Regions from separate parts of the Oryctolagus cuniculus genome. Here region 1 is linked to region 2. The links are chromatin contacts, called in public Micro-C maps. All regions are on one chromosome and are shown on one strand. The core of a region is the stretch at or near the end of the contact, and the rest is flanking DNA. Distances in the headings are between cores, read along the strand shown.

Region 1 (6,275 bases), core at 2,251-4,750, 150 kb before region 2:
TGCCTCACACTGTCTCCACCTTTATCCAAGTCCCCACCATCTCTGATTCACACCAAGTGAATTCCGTACTCTCCCTCTTTACTCCCCAGTCCAATCTTCATCCAGTAGCAGATGTGAATCTTTCTGTTACTCCAAAGTTTTAACACTCTCCACGTATAAAAATTCCATTTCCACTCACTGCCCTTCATAAAACCTATGTGTTAAACCTATGACTTTCCCCAAGATCAATGTTTTACCTAGACTGCCTAATTTCTGAAAGGTTTTCACTACTCTATTCGCTGAAACTTCAGACTGGATTTCCTCTTTGATCCATAATTTTTGTTTTATATTGCTTCACAAGTTTAGTTATCATTTTAAATCTTTGGGTTATTATTAATTTCCAGTATTTTTAAGACAAGAACATTGTCTATACTGCCATTATTTTGAAAATATTCTACATCTCAGTGCATTCTGTTTTTGCCTATTTGAACTGTCATAAGAATGAATTAACCTCTACTTCTGTATTTCTATGAAAAATACATAAATAAAAGGAACTCGAACTCCCTATAACACACTTAATTAAAAGTGAAAGCAAAAACCACAGTTTCAAGCATATATTTACAAATCTACGAAACATTCATAGTGATTAAAGCAAAAGTAACAGTACTGGCTTACCATTGGTTTACCATAAAATGGAAATCCTTGTAACTGTCTCAAAGCATTTGTGGATGAGCCCAGTTCCTTAAAAATAACAAAGGCCTGCCCTCTCATCTTCATGGTCTTTAAAGCCACAATATCTACCACATGGCCAAACTGAGAAAATAGGGCATACAGGGATCTCTTCAATTCTGTCCAAATAAGAGGGGAAATAACTTGTGAACGAAGGAATGAGAAAATTCTTCATTAAATGACAGTACATTGAGTGCTCTGTCACCATTTATTTATACAGTTAGTAGTTATATATGTAAGTAAAAACACAAATTGCTATTCCCATTGGTTATCTAACGTAAAAAGTTATTTGAAACCATTATATGAGTAGCTATGAGTAAGAACAGATTCAGCATGTTGTCAGTCACTACCTATTTTTGTTTTTAAAAAGCCTGGAAATCCTTACACAAACTTTATAAATTTATTACTGGAGGCCGGCACCGCGGCTCACTAGGCTAATCCTCCGCCTTGGGGCGCCGGCACACCGGGTTCTAGTCCCAGTCAGGGAGCCAGATTCTGTCCCGGTTGCCCCTCTTCCAGGCCAGCCCTCTGCTGTGGCCAGGGAGTGCAGTAGAGGATGGCCCAGGTGCTTGGGCCCTGCACCCCATGGGAGACCAGGAAAAGCACCTGGCTCCTGGCTCCTGCCATTGGATCAGCGTGATGCGCCGGCCGCGGCGGCCATTGGAGGGTGAACCAACGGCAAAAGGAAGACCTTTCTCTCTGTCTCTCTCTCTCTCACTGTCCACTATGCCTGTCAAAAAAAAAAAAAAAAAAAAATTTATTACTGGAGGTAAGAAAAATGAGTTTGGGTGTAGTACAATTTTGTAAGATGGTAGTAAACAAACACATTTTAGTTATCAATAAGTATTTTTAAAAACACTTACCTTCTTTTTTAATTTTGTCATTCATATTATTAATATAAATTGTATGATTTGGTCTGATATCCATGTCTGAGTTAAAATGTTCAAATAGCCTAAAGAGAGGATAAAAAAAAAAAAAAAAAACTGTTACAAACAGGTGTGATTAAATCAATACAGCAGAAAGCTGTTGGCTTTTCCGTTTTCTTTCAATCGCTATGTCAGAATGTCAGTTGGGTCATAGACTCTCTCTCCAGCAATAGCTAGTCCTCCTCTGTATTTCTGTTTGAGAGGCAAACGCACACACAGCCAGAGGCAGACAATGAGCTCCAAAGCTCTGCTTCACGTCCCAAATGCCCAGCTGTGGCCCAGCTCGACTGAGGTCAAGTGAAGCTAGAGGCTCCTCAATCCAGGTGTCCCACGTGTGTGCAAGAACCCAATCACTTGAGCCACCACTGCTGTCTCTCAGGTCTGCATTAGCGGAAGCCGGAGTCAGGAGCGAGAGCCGGAACTCAAGCCCAGGCACTCTGACATGGGGCAGACATCTTAACTGCTACATCAGATGCAAACCGCAAGCCCTCATTTTTACAATTCTCAAGCTCAAAATTTAGTGAAACAACAGCAGCTTGCCAGAGTTTAATAAAATTGTATTCAATACATTTTTATACTTTCCTTTCACTTGTGCTACTTCCCATCTGCCTAATGAAGTAACTTGTATTTGTAAGCTGGTTTAAAAATTTTGACATAAAGAAAAATGAAAAAGAAACTACCAAGTGTACAATCCAGAACAAATCGTTAAGACAGAACATCAATGTAGTTTGTTCCTGGGTGCACTTACAAAGCACTTCCATATCTATCAATCACTGTGCATAAATTTCCACCTGCCATCTTCACTCCAGGATGACCTCTAACAGACTTGGCAAAGACCTTAATCTCTCAGGTCTTCATCTGTCAGACGGGGCTGAGGTGGGGGCGGGGCTGGCCAGAGCCCCCGAAGTTCTAGCACAGCTCTTGCATCAGAAGCCCCCAAAGGAGCTAATATCATGGCTGTTACAAGTCAGGGAGCACGCTTGAGGTCACACAGCTCTTGATCAGAAGGCCTGGGAATTCCGTCCTTGCAACCCACTGGACGATTTCCACACTTCACGTGGTTTTTAAGTTGCCAAGTGTGACCTTGCTTTACTTCCCTGGATGGCCCACAGATAATTAGGTACTAAACACTGCTTGCTGTGTTTACACACAGCGAGGGAGGAGCCTATAGACCGATGTACTTGTGCAGGTGGCAGATGAATAGAAACGTTTCTTAAAGACTCGACATTTCCCCAGTCGAAACCTGGAAGAGGAGCAGGGGGTCGCCAAGTTTTGACCATGAGAAGGGAGCGAGAGAGATTAAAGTGAAGGCGAGGAGAACAAGAGACCAAGAAGCTCGGTGCTGGGCTAATCAGAGCAGGGCACCTGGTGTCGCACCTCTCCCCTCCGCCAAAACAGAAACAACAGATCCGCAGGAAACCACCTGGAATCTCCCACGCCTCGCATTAACGGGCGTACTCTGTACGCGCCAGCTTCCTGCCTCTCCAGACACAGACTCTCTGCCCCGGGGCCACGCCGCGATCCAAGGACCGCGCCAGTCCCGCCAGAGACGCGCGCCGCTGCTAAGCTCCCCTGCATGGCCGCTCCCTCGTCTCAAACCGACCCCTCCACAAAACCAAGGCGAGACGCCACCCGACCACACCTCGCGCCTCGTACTGTTCGGGCTGAGCAGCGTGAAGAACCGCAAAACCGAGGAAAACGGGAATCCGACTCACCAGAGGACTACGCCGTTCCCACGAGCAACCGGAAGCCGGAAACGGTGCCGAAGGCGGAAGTGACAATGAAACTCCTCAATCGAGCGCCGACAAGTCGAGAAGCCCAGCGCCGAGTCGATCGATGCCTCCCGGTCTCCCGCGGCCCCAAGCTGGGGAACTCTCTGCGCATGCGCCTACGTGCTCTGCTGAAAGAGGGCCCGGGAAAACGGAAGAGGGTTGAGAGAACTGGATAGAACCCTGGGGCCATGCTGTGAGGTAATAAAAAAGAGTGGTTCATTTACCCCCACTAAGACTGAGGGAGGTTTTAACTCACATAGCAGTTCCCTCTACCTTTCTGAATCCTATGTGAGGTTTGCGGGCGCAGCCCCTCCTGCTGGTTTCACCCCTTCTATGGGTCAGCCTCACCTTTAGGACAGCCTATACTGCTGCCAGGGGTTCTGAGGTAGCTCCTCAACACTCTGCTGATGAGCTTAACTCTGAGAGGCAGAGCTGGAGTCGGAGGCCCTGGAGCAGAGACTGAGTGGGGTGTGCCTTTAACATCTACCTAAACTCACTCAAAACACCACAAAACACTTGAGTTCCCGACACCCTTCTCACTGCACTCCCCGCAGATGCTTAGATTTTTCTGGAGATAACTTAAGGTGTTAGTGAATGGAAATTCAAAACCGTGCATTTGGTCATTCGTTCATCCGTCATCTGAGACGTGCTAAGAGCCACCTGGAATAGGAAGGCTTTAGGAGTCAAAGCAAAGGGCCCCATGGCTTGGGACGTTGCGTGGGGCTCCAGCGTCCCGTATTTGTGTCCAGGCTGCTCTGCTCCTGATCCGGCTTCCTGCGGATGCATCCTGTCCTGGGAGGCAGCAGCTGAGGGCTCAGGTACTTGGGGCTCTGCAAGCCACCTGGGAGACCAGAATGGAGTTCCAGACTCCTAGCTTCAGCCTGGCCCAGCCCCCGGCCTTGTGGCCAGTTGGTGAGTGAATCAGTGGATGAAAGAGCTCTGTCTCTCTCTGCTTTGCAAATAAATAAGTCAAAAAAATTTTTTTAAAGAAGCCAAAGTAAATCTAACCTTGTGTCTTCCTCTTAACTAAATCTCTCTTTCTCTTTCCTTGCCTATGTAACAGGAATCTTAATAGTACCTTCTTATCACTCTGGGGACTAAATGGGTGCTCTGTAAAATGATTAGAACATTACACAAAGTCACTGGTTCCTAAATGTTACCTCTAGACTCTAACTATGACTTGGAGGTATGGATGAAGGTGGTAGGGGCCAAATAGTTTGATTTTATCACCTGAGGAGTTTTATTTTAAGAGTCAACATAAAGTTGCAACAACTTAAAAATAATGTAAGTACTTTGAAGGTGGGGATTTTTGTCTGTTTTGTTCATTTAAAAACCTTCAGTAATTAAAAGAGTCCCTTGTATTCAGTAAATATGCATTGCGTGAATAAATGAATGAAGCCTCATGGAAAGTAAGGCAACACTGAAACAAGTGTGATATCTTATTAAGATGCACAGTGGTGTAGGAAATAAGGTTACATGATCACTGGAAAGCATTCCCTTATGATATATATAGAAATTCTAGAAGAAACGTGTCCTGTCTCACTTTATTTGTGGGGGCAGGTATTGTGATGCAGCAGATTCAACCACTTCTTGGGAAACCCGGATGCCCTATCAGTGTGCTGGTTGGAGTCATGGCTGCTCCTCTTCCCATCCAGCTTCCTGCTGATGCACCCTGGAAGAAAGCAGATGATGGCTCCAATGCTTGGGCTTCCTCCTAGTGCAGCCCTGGAGACTGTAGCCATTTTGGAAGTAAATCAGTGGATGGAAGATCTGTCTATCTTTCAAATAGATAAATATTTTTTAAAATTTTGAGTGTACCTTAGCAAACTAAATGATAAACAAATATAAAATATAAAACAAAACAAATATAAAATAATTTCTGAATGACAGCAGAGAAGCTGCCTTGCAAAATAAGGTGAGCAGCTGAGCAATTAATTACTTGAAAGAGGCTACACCATGACTGTGCCAAGGCTCTCCCTGGGAAGAAATGCCACAGGAAACACAGAGGCCTGAAGACTGACTGCATAGCATGTTCTGTTAACAACTAAATTACAGCTACTGCACATTGCGTTCTGAGAAGAAAACCATTTAATACCGACCCAGTGGCAATGTTCTGCATGTTCTTTTCCAGGCTGTTTTACAAAGAGCCAGTATGTTTTGCTGTCCTTGGGCAGTAACTTTGGGCTTCCCAATAACCTGTTAATGGTCTTCAGTAGTTTCGTGAATGATTTTGAGAAAGCAGTAATTGAAAGCATGGCTCACAGGCAATGAGGGGAGAGAAGAGCTTTTCTGATCTTGTGAGAAGCTTTGTATGGCCTGATTAATTTACATGGCATTAAGAACATTATATCGCCGGCGCCACGGCTCACTAGGCTAATCCTCTGCCTGCGGTGCCAGCACTCTGGGTTCTAGTCCCGGTTGGGGTGCTGGTTCTGTCCCAGTTGCTCCTCTTCCATTCCAGCTTTCTGCTGTGGCCCGGGGAAGGCAGTGGAGGATGGCCCAAGTGATTTGGCCCTGCACTCGCATGGGAGACCAGGAGGAAACACTTGGCTCCTGGCTTCGGATCGGCACAGCGTGCCTGTGGCAGCCATTTGGGGGGGTGAACCAACGGAAAAAGGAAGATCTTTCTCTCTGTCTCTCTCTCTCACTGTCTAACTCTGCCTGTCCAAAAAAAAAAAATATATATATATATATATTCTAAATTCTGGTCACATGTCCTGTAGGCAACCACCATTCTTCTATAAGGAAATCCTGTGTAACCTCTGACCTCCTACAGGTCAGATAAGGATGTCAAAAACACCCCCCCCTTTTTTTCCCAAATAATAGATCAACTGTGTTTCTTTTGAGTTGTGCTCAGTTTAGACTCCTA
Region 2 (6,258 bases), core at 270-2,769:
ACGCTGTTATCCCTAAGAACTAGGCGGGCCGAGTCCGGGTGCAGGCCTCTGGGGTGCGCGCGCAGGCCCAGCGCCTCCTACGTGCGGTGGTCCCGAACGTTTCTGGCCTGGCGCCCCGCGGCCGCGTCCCCGCGGGAAGGCGGCTCGCGCAGTTTGTCCCCACGCAGCTCCCGTAGAAGGCGGATCCCGCCCCCTTCTCGGCGCTGTCGGGGCGCCGCGCGGGTTCCCTCGCGGCTTTTCCTACTGCGCATGCCCGGCTCCCTGGCTGGCTCCTATTGCCTCACTCCGGGTTTTCCCGCCTGCGGGTGGTCGAATCCGCACTCAGCTCCGCGCTGGCCGAGGAGTGGGAGGATTGGGGGCAGATAGGGGGGATCCGGGGACGCAGGGGATGCTGTGAACGGGGAGTCCCTTGTGTGCGTGGGTTTCGTGTTTGTAGACTTAAGCCTACTCCACGGAGTTGATCCTGAAGTGCAGATGAGGTGGAAGCTGGGGGGACCCACCAAGTGCGTGGTGGGCCGGGGGCTCAAAACTAGGCCCCCAGGCAGTGGCCGGATTTCCTGGAGAGGGCTTCTGCCCGCTGCAGGCCGGCTCCCCGCTGCCCCCGGCGTGCAAAGGATCAGGACAACCCCTGGTGACCCCATTGCGGGCGTGGAAGCCGAGGTGACCCACAGCTCACAGACGCCGGCCTTGGGGGTGCGGCAGTGTACCAGGAGGGGTCTTGAGGCAGGCGGGGCAGGGGCCCCGGGGCTGGCCGGCCTGGGCGGAGTGCTGAGTGAGGGTGACAGGCACAGCAGGAGGAAGACCGAGGTTAAAGTGACCCCCAGTCACTCGTGGGCCACAGCAGGGCAGCTTCTGGTGTGAGCTCAGGTTTGGGAGGCGGGGGAGCGAAGTGGGAGCTCCCTGGTGATGGGCACTGGAAGCCAAGGGGCCAGGTCTGATTTCAGCCAGCGTTAAGAGCGTTCCTTCTGGTGTAAACCGTCCAGTGCCCCGGGAGCCTGACTCACAGGGTCCAACGCACACGCTAGGGCCTCCTCTGCAGAGTAGCGGAGGTCAGCACTGCCAGCTTCCGATCCACTCCGGGGTCTCAGTTTCCTCCTCTGTGAAATGGATGCGCTTGGGCCAAACCAGGTCCAGGCTAAGGGCTGAAAAACTGTTCATGGGAAGCCCATCTCATGACTGTGGTCCTGGCTCTGTTCCCAACGTCCTGCTTTCCTGGGGGAAGAACGTGGGTTTTAGGTTTCCTGAGATCATGCACCCCTGGCCGCCCTTGGTGAGTGCCCCAGCACTGCCCTACGGGCGTGGCGTTCAAACGCCGCTAGTCCGGACCCCAGGCGGGGATCCCGGCCACGCGCCTTTGCTCCGCCTGGGCCACGCCCCTCGGCCCCGGTCACGCCTCTCAGCACCGCCTCGGTCACGCCCCTCCGCCCCGACCACGCCTCTCAGCATCGTCACGGCCACGCCCACCACACCAACCACGCCCCTTAGGTGCCGCCCGGTCACGCCTCTCAGCAACGCCCCGGCCCCGCCCCGAACGCCGCGACATCCCGGCGGCTGGATCTCGCGGGCCGGAGCCGTTCTGGGCATGCTCAGTGGCCTAGCAGGTGGGGCTGCCGCGGGACTCCAGGTCCGGCCGGGAGCAGGGGGGCGGGTGTGAGACGGAAGTGGGCGGGAGCCACGGGACAAGTCGCAAGAGTCGCCGGCAGCTGCGGGGCGCTGGCTGGTGGGACCCTGCGCGGGCCTGGTCGGGATGAGCCATGGCATCTGTCAAGGTGGCCGTGAGGGTCCGGCCCTTGAATCGCAGGTGAGTGGGGCCTCCAGCCTCCCAGTCCCGGTCGCCACGCCTCCATCGCGAGCTCCCGCTCCCGGGCCAGCCGGGATTTAACGTCACGGGCTGACCCCCGCGCTGAAGGGGCACTGCCAGGAACCTGTCGGGCCTGGCGGACTCCGTGCCTTGCTGTCGCTTTCGCGCTGTCCCGGAGCGGACAGTGAGGCGTCAGGAGTTCACGAGGTCAAAGGGAAGGTTCCTGTCAAGTCTCTGGAGCCCATTACCTTCATTTGCTTGTCCGGTCTTTAAAAAGCAGGGACGCGTCTCGTCCGTGAAGATGCGAAACAGCTGTGCGAAACGGGGGACGTCGTGAGGGGGCCCCGGGGCTGTCAGGGAGCCCCTCACCGATGCCAGCCCAGAGTTCTCGAACTGTCCATCGCCCGCTTAGACGTGACACGGGGCCCCTGCGTGTGCAGCCCTAACTTCCGGTCAGCGGATTACTTAGGCTCAAAGTTTTGGCACCTAGGGGGAAAAAAAATGCCAGGGAGGCCTCACAGGTGTGTGAAATATGCTGACGTTAAAATAGGGCTAGCGTTGTGAACACAGAAGTTAATCTTGTTCTATATTCCTACAAAGTGACACTTTTTTTTTTTTTTAAAGATTTATTTGTTTGAAAGGCAGAGTTACAGAGAGAGAGAGAGAGAGGGAGACACAGGTCTTTCATCCCCTGGTTCACTCCCCAAATGACCGAAGCATCCAGAGCCAGGCCAGGCTGAAGCCAGGAGCTTCTTCTGGGTCTCCCACGTGGGTGCATTAGCAGGGAGCTAGATGGGAAGTGGAGCAGCTGGGAGTCCACCTGGGACCATATGGGATGCCGGCACTGCAGGCAGCGGCCTAACCCACGATTGTCCCTGCAAAGTGACACTTTTAGGAATGATGCCGCTTCATTCGTCTAAAAGTCCTCTGTGCTTCCATTTCCATGACCTCTTTAGAACCAGTGTACATGCCCTGAAAAACTGATTTATTGAATCGGTTTAACTGTAAAGAATGAAGCGGACTCCGGCTTGATAGGTGGAGTTGGCACAAAGCCTTGTGTTTGTGTGAGCTGCTCATCCAAAGTGCTGGGCGTGTGACCTCCCAAATGGCCTTTCTACATTCGTCAGAGCAATTCGTCAGCGTTCGGGGGTTCTGATGGCTGGCTGATTGGGTCATCAGAAGATCGTAAAGTCTCAAGATTTCCAGGACCCGATTTGGCTCATCTGAGTCTGTGTTTCTGTTGTTAAGTAAGGGCTTCCTACTCTAGTTTGTAAGCTTTGAAAACCATTGCTTTTAGAAATCAGTGCTTTTGTGATTTTCAAGTTGTTTCTGAGACTGTCTAAGGAAGGAGTTTGACTTTTTTGTAAGCTCTAAAGGAAAATTTTGTTTCTATGTACACTCAATCATACAAGATAAACAGACCCCAAAATCACTTAGATGCTTTAAGAAGATGTTTATTATAGATTTACAGGTCTGTAGAACTTCCTTTTCTTTTGTGGAATAATATGAACACATAGTGGAAAATCGCATTGAGTAAACTTTTGAAAGTATTTTTTAAACATCTTTTTAAAATTTTGTTTGAAAGGCAAAGTTACTGAGAAAGGGAGACACACACAGAGCTCTTCGATCAGCTGGTTCACCCCCAAAGGGCCACAAGGGGTTAGGGCTGGGCCTGGCAGAAGCCAGGAGCCTGGAACTCTACTGGGGTTTCCCATGTGGGTGGCAGGGGCCTGAGCACTTGGACTGTCTCCCACAGCTTTACCAGGTGCATTAGCAGGGAGCTGGTTCAGAAGTGGAGCAGCTGGGACTGCAGTCAGCATTTAGCCCAGTGTGCCACAATGCCGGCCCTTAAAAGCATTTCTCAGGCACCTACCAAATGCACAGCATTGTGCTGGAGGCTCTCTGTGGTGCAAGGAGAATGTGGCCTGATGAGTGTCTTCCGGGAGCCCACTCTCTGGTGGGGGAGGGATTGCGTACTGGCACGACTCAGAAACCATCAGGCCTTTTGGGAGTGGTGCTGCAAGTTCAGTGCCTTGAGCCTAAGTGCATGGAGAGAGGGCAGAATAAGTTGGACAGGAAAAAAGGGGAAGAGAGTAGAATCCCTACTGAGCTTTTGGCAAAGTGGCCACTGAAGCTGGTGTGTTCTTTCTCCATACGATGAGTGTCGAGTTCAAGTACAAGAGCAGGTGCTGCATGCGTGGTGACCTCATTCTGAAGTGTGTGAAGGACATCTCTCAGCTGCAGGTGTTCAGCAGATGGTTGGAAGTCTGGGTTTAGGTCTCAGGCAACTCCAGGATTGACATATGGAAGTCTTTTGCACAGGGACCACAGTTTAAGAATGTTAGGCAAGAAGGAAAGGGAGCTGGGATTGGACATTGGGATAGGTCTGTCTTTAGGATTCCAGGGGAATGTTGGCTTGCCGGCTGCGGGCGATTCTGAGAACCAGCCCAGCCAGTTGTCAACAGCAGGAGTAATCGCCTGAAGGAGGTGGTGGTGATGGGGTCAGATATTGCCAAGATGATGGAAGTGAGATGATGTTCTTGATCTCGGAGGTGAGCATACTGCTAACCTTCCAAAAGGCAGTTTCAGTGAGAGGTGGTCAGTGATACAGAAGGTGGCAGTGAAGAAGAGAAAGAGGTACAAATGGGGAACCAAAAACATTTGGCCTAATTTCATGGCGGAAGACATACAAGTTGTAATGGTGACAGGAGGCTTTTTTTTCCCCCCTCTTAAGATTGGTAAATATTAACTGAGCATCAGATGCTGGCAAAGGAATGGCTAGGCATACATTTTCATATTGGTCCTGGAAATATAAAGGTACAAAACCTATGAAACTTTCATGTTGGGAAAATTGACAGTACCTGTCAAGATGAGAGGTTTGCAAGCCCTTTTATCTGGCAATAGATTCTAATAATTTATTATGTGGATTGTGTGCCTCCCTACCAAGGTGTATGCATAAGATGATCGTGGCATTACTGTTTGAAACAACAAAAAATAATAAATGGCTAGAATACATAAAGGTGGCCGTTTGCTAACATACAACCTATATATCATTTGGTAGAACACTATGCAACACTTAGAATATGTTCATCTCAGCGGAGTTCCACGATAGTGGATTGGAAAGAGCAAGGTATCCACACCTAGTGCCGTGGGGTGGAGTTGTGTGTGGGTGTTAAAAGTGAGCACATGCATACACGCACATGGCTGTATCCGTACAGAAAGCTAACAGGGACACTGATCAAGAATCTGTTAGGCCAAGATTTCTTAGGAAGGGATTTCTTTCTTCCTTTTTTCCTGTTTGAACTTTACTCAGGCATAGTTTTAAAATTAATAATTAAAAGCTTGATTATGTAATTTTTTGATTAATTGATTTGCAAAGCATTGTTACAGAGACTAAGAGAGACAAAGAGATTTTCTATCCCTGGTTCACTCCTCAAATGGTCACAACAGCCGGGCTGGGCCAGGCTGAAGGCAAGAGCTCCATCCTGGTCTTCCACATTGCTGGCAGGAGTCCAAACACTTGGGCCATCCTCTGCTGCTTTCACAGGCACATTAACAGCTGGATTGGAAACAGAGTAGCCAGGACTTGAACTTGGCACCCAAATGGGATGTCAGTGTTGTAGGTGGTGGCTTAACCTGCTGTGCTACATTGCTGGACCTTGCTTATGTAATTTAAAAAAGATTACCTAAAAAAGCTTTGGAAGAAGTTTCAGTTGGGGAGGATTCTTAGGAGCATCAGTCAAAGGGGAAGCAACCAAGAGGCAGGAATGATGGACAAGTGAGGAGGGCCATTGCAGTCAGATCTCAAGGATGGGGCAAGATGGTGGGATGTTGAGTTCCTGAGCCAGGAGCCCTTGCAGTGCTCAGTACCCCTTGTGTGGAACCTGAGAGCTTGATTCAGGCCGAGATTTGATGAGTGTTTCTACCACCATATGGCTTATGGTGACGGGGCAGAAGTAGTCATCTCAGGTGCAAAGGAGGGGTCACAGTTGCCTAGGTGTCCTAGCAGTCATCTTTATTGAGAGTTCACTTCTTGCCAGACTCTTGGGCAGAGCAACAAGTACAGAGTCTGATTTAATCTTTGCAGCCATCTTAGTTGGAACAGGCTATTAGTGTTACACACTGGGAAACAGTGTCTTAGTCCAGTTTGGGCTGCTGTGAGAAAATACCATAAACTTGGTGGTTTATAAGAAGCATATATTTGTTCCAGTCCAGCTCTCTGCTGTGGCCCGGGAGGGCAGTGGAGGATGGCCCAAGTGCTTGGGCCCTGTACCCGCATGGGAGACCAGGAGGAGGTACCTGGCTCCTGGCTTCAGATCGGAGCAGCGTGCTGGCCATAGTGGCCATTTAGGGGGTGAACCAATGGAAGGAAGACCTTTCTCTCTGTCTGTCTCTCTCTCTCTCTCACTAACTCTGCCTGTCAAAAAAAAAAAAAAAAAATCAAGGTGCTGGCAGAC

The links. A called contact is a pair of places that touch in the nucleus more often than the background predicts.
Region 1: a Micro-C map of ear pinna shows a contact between it and region 2, with 3 times the contacts expected there. The contact joins the promoter of SNRPB2 here to the promoter of KIF16B in region 2. A contact is called at or near these places in 3 of 6 Hi-C or Micro-C datasets (ear pinna, psoas muscle and an unstated tissue).

Annotation. Positions count from the first base shown.
Region 1 is chr11:41,758,925-41,765,199 of mOryCun1.1, reverse strand. It overlaps SNRPB2 (small nuclear ribonucleoprotein polypeptide B2), which reads right to left and starts at 3,500. Exons shown (of 7, transcript XM_002710962.5): 1 at 3,350-3,500; 2 at 1,572-1,660; 3 at 655-827. The coding sequence starts at 1,635. It overlaps LOC127490994 (a long non-coding RNA gene), which reads left to right and starts at 3,470. Exons shown (of 3, transcript XR_007919415.2): 1 at 3,470-3,604; 2 at 4,156-4,318.
Region 2 is chr11:41,611,151-41,617,408 of mOryCun1.1, reverse strand. KIF16B (kinesin family member 16B) reads left to right here and starts at 1,519. Exons shown (of 27, transcript XM_070052111.1): 1 at 1,519-1,801. The coding sequence starts at 1,755. LOC138844335 (a long non-coding RNA gene) reads right to left here and starts at 2,181. Exons shown (of 4, transcript XR_011380017.1): 1 at 2,050-2,181.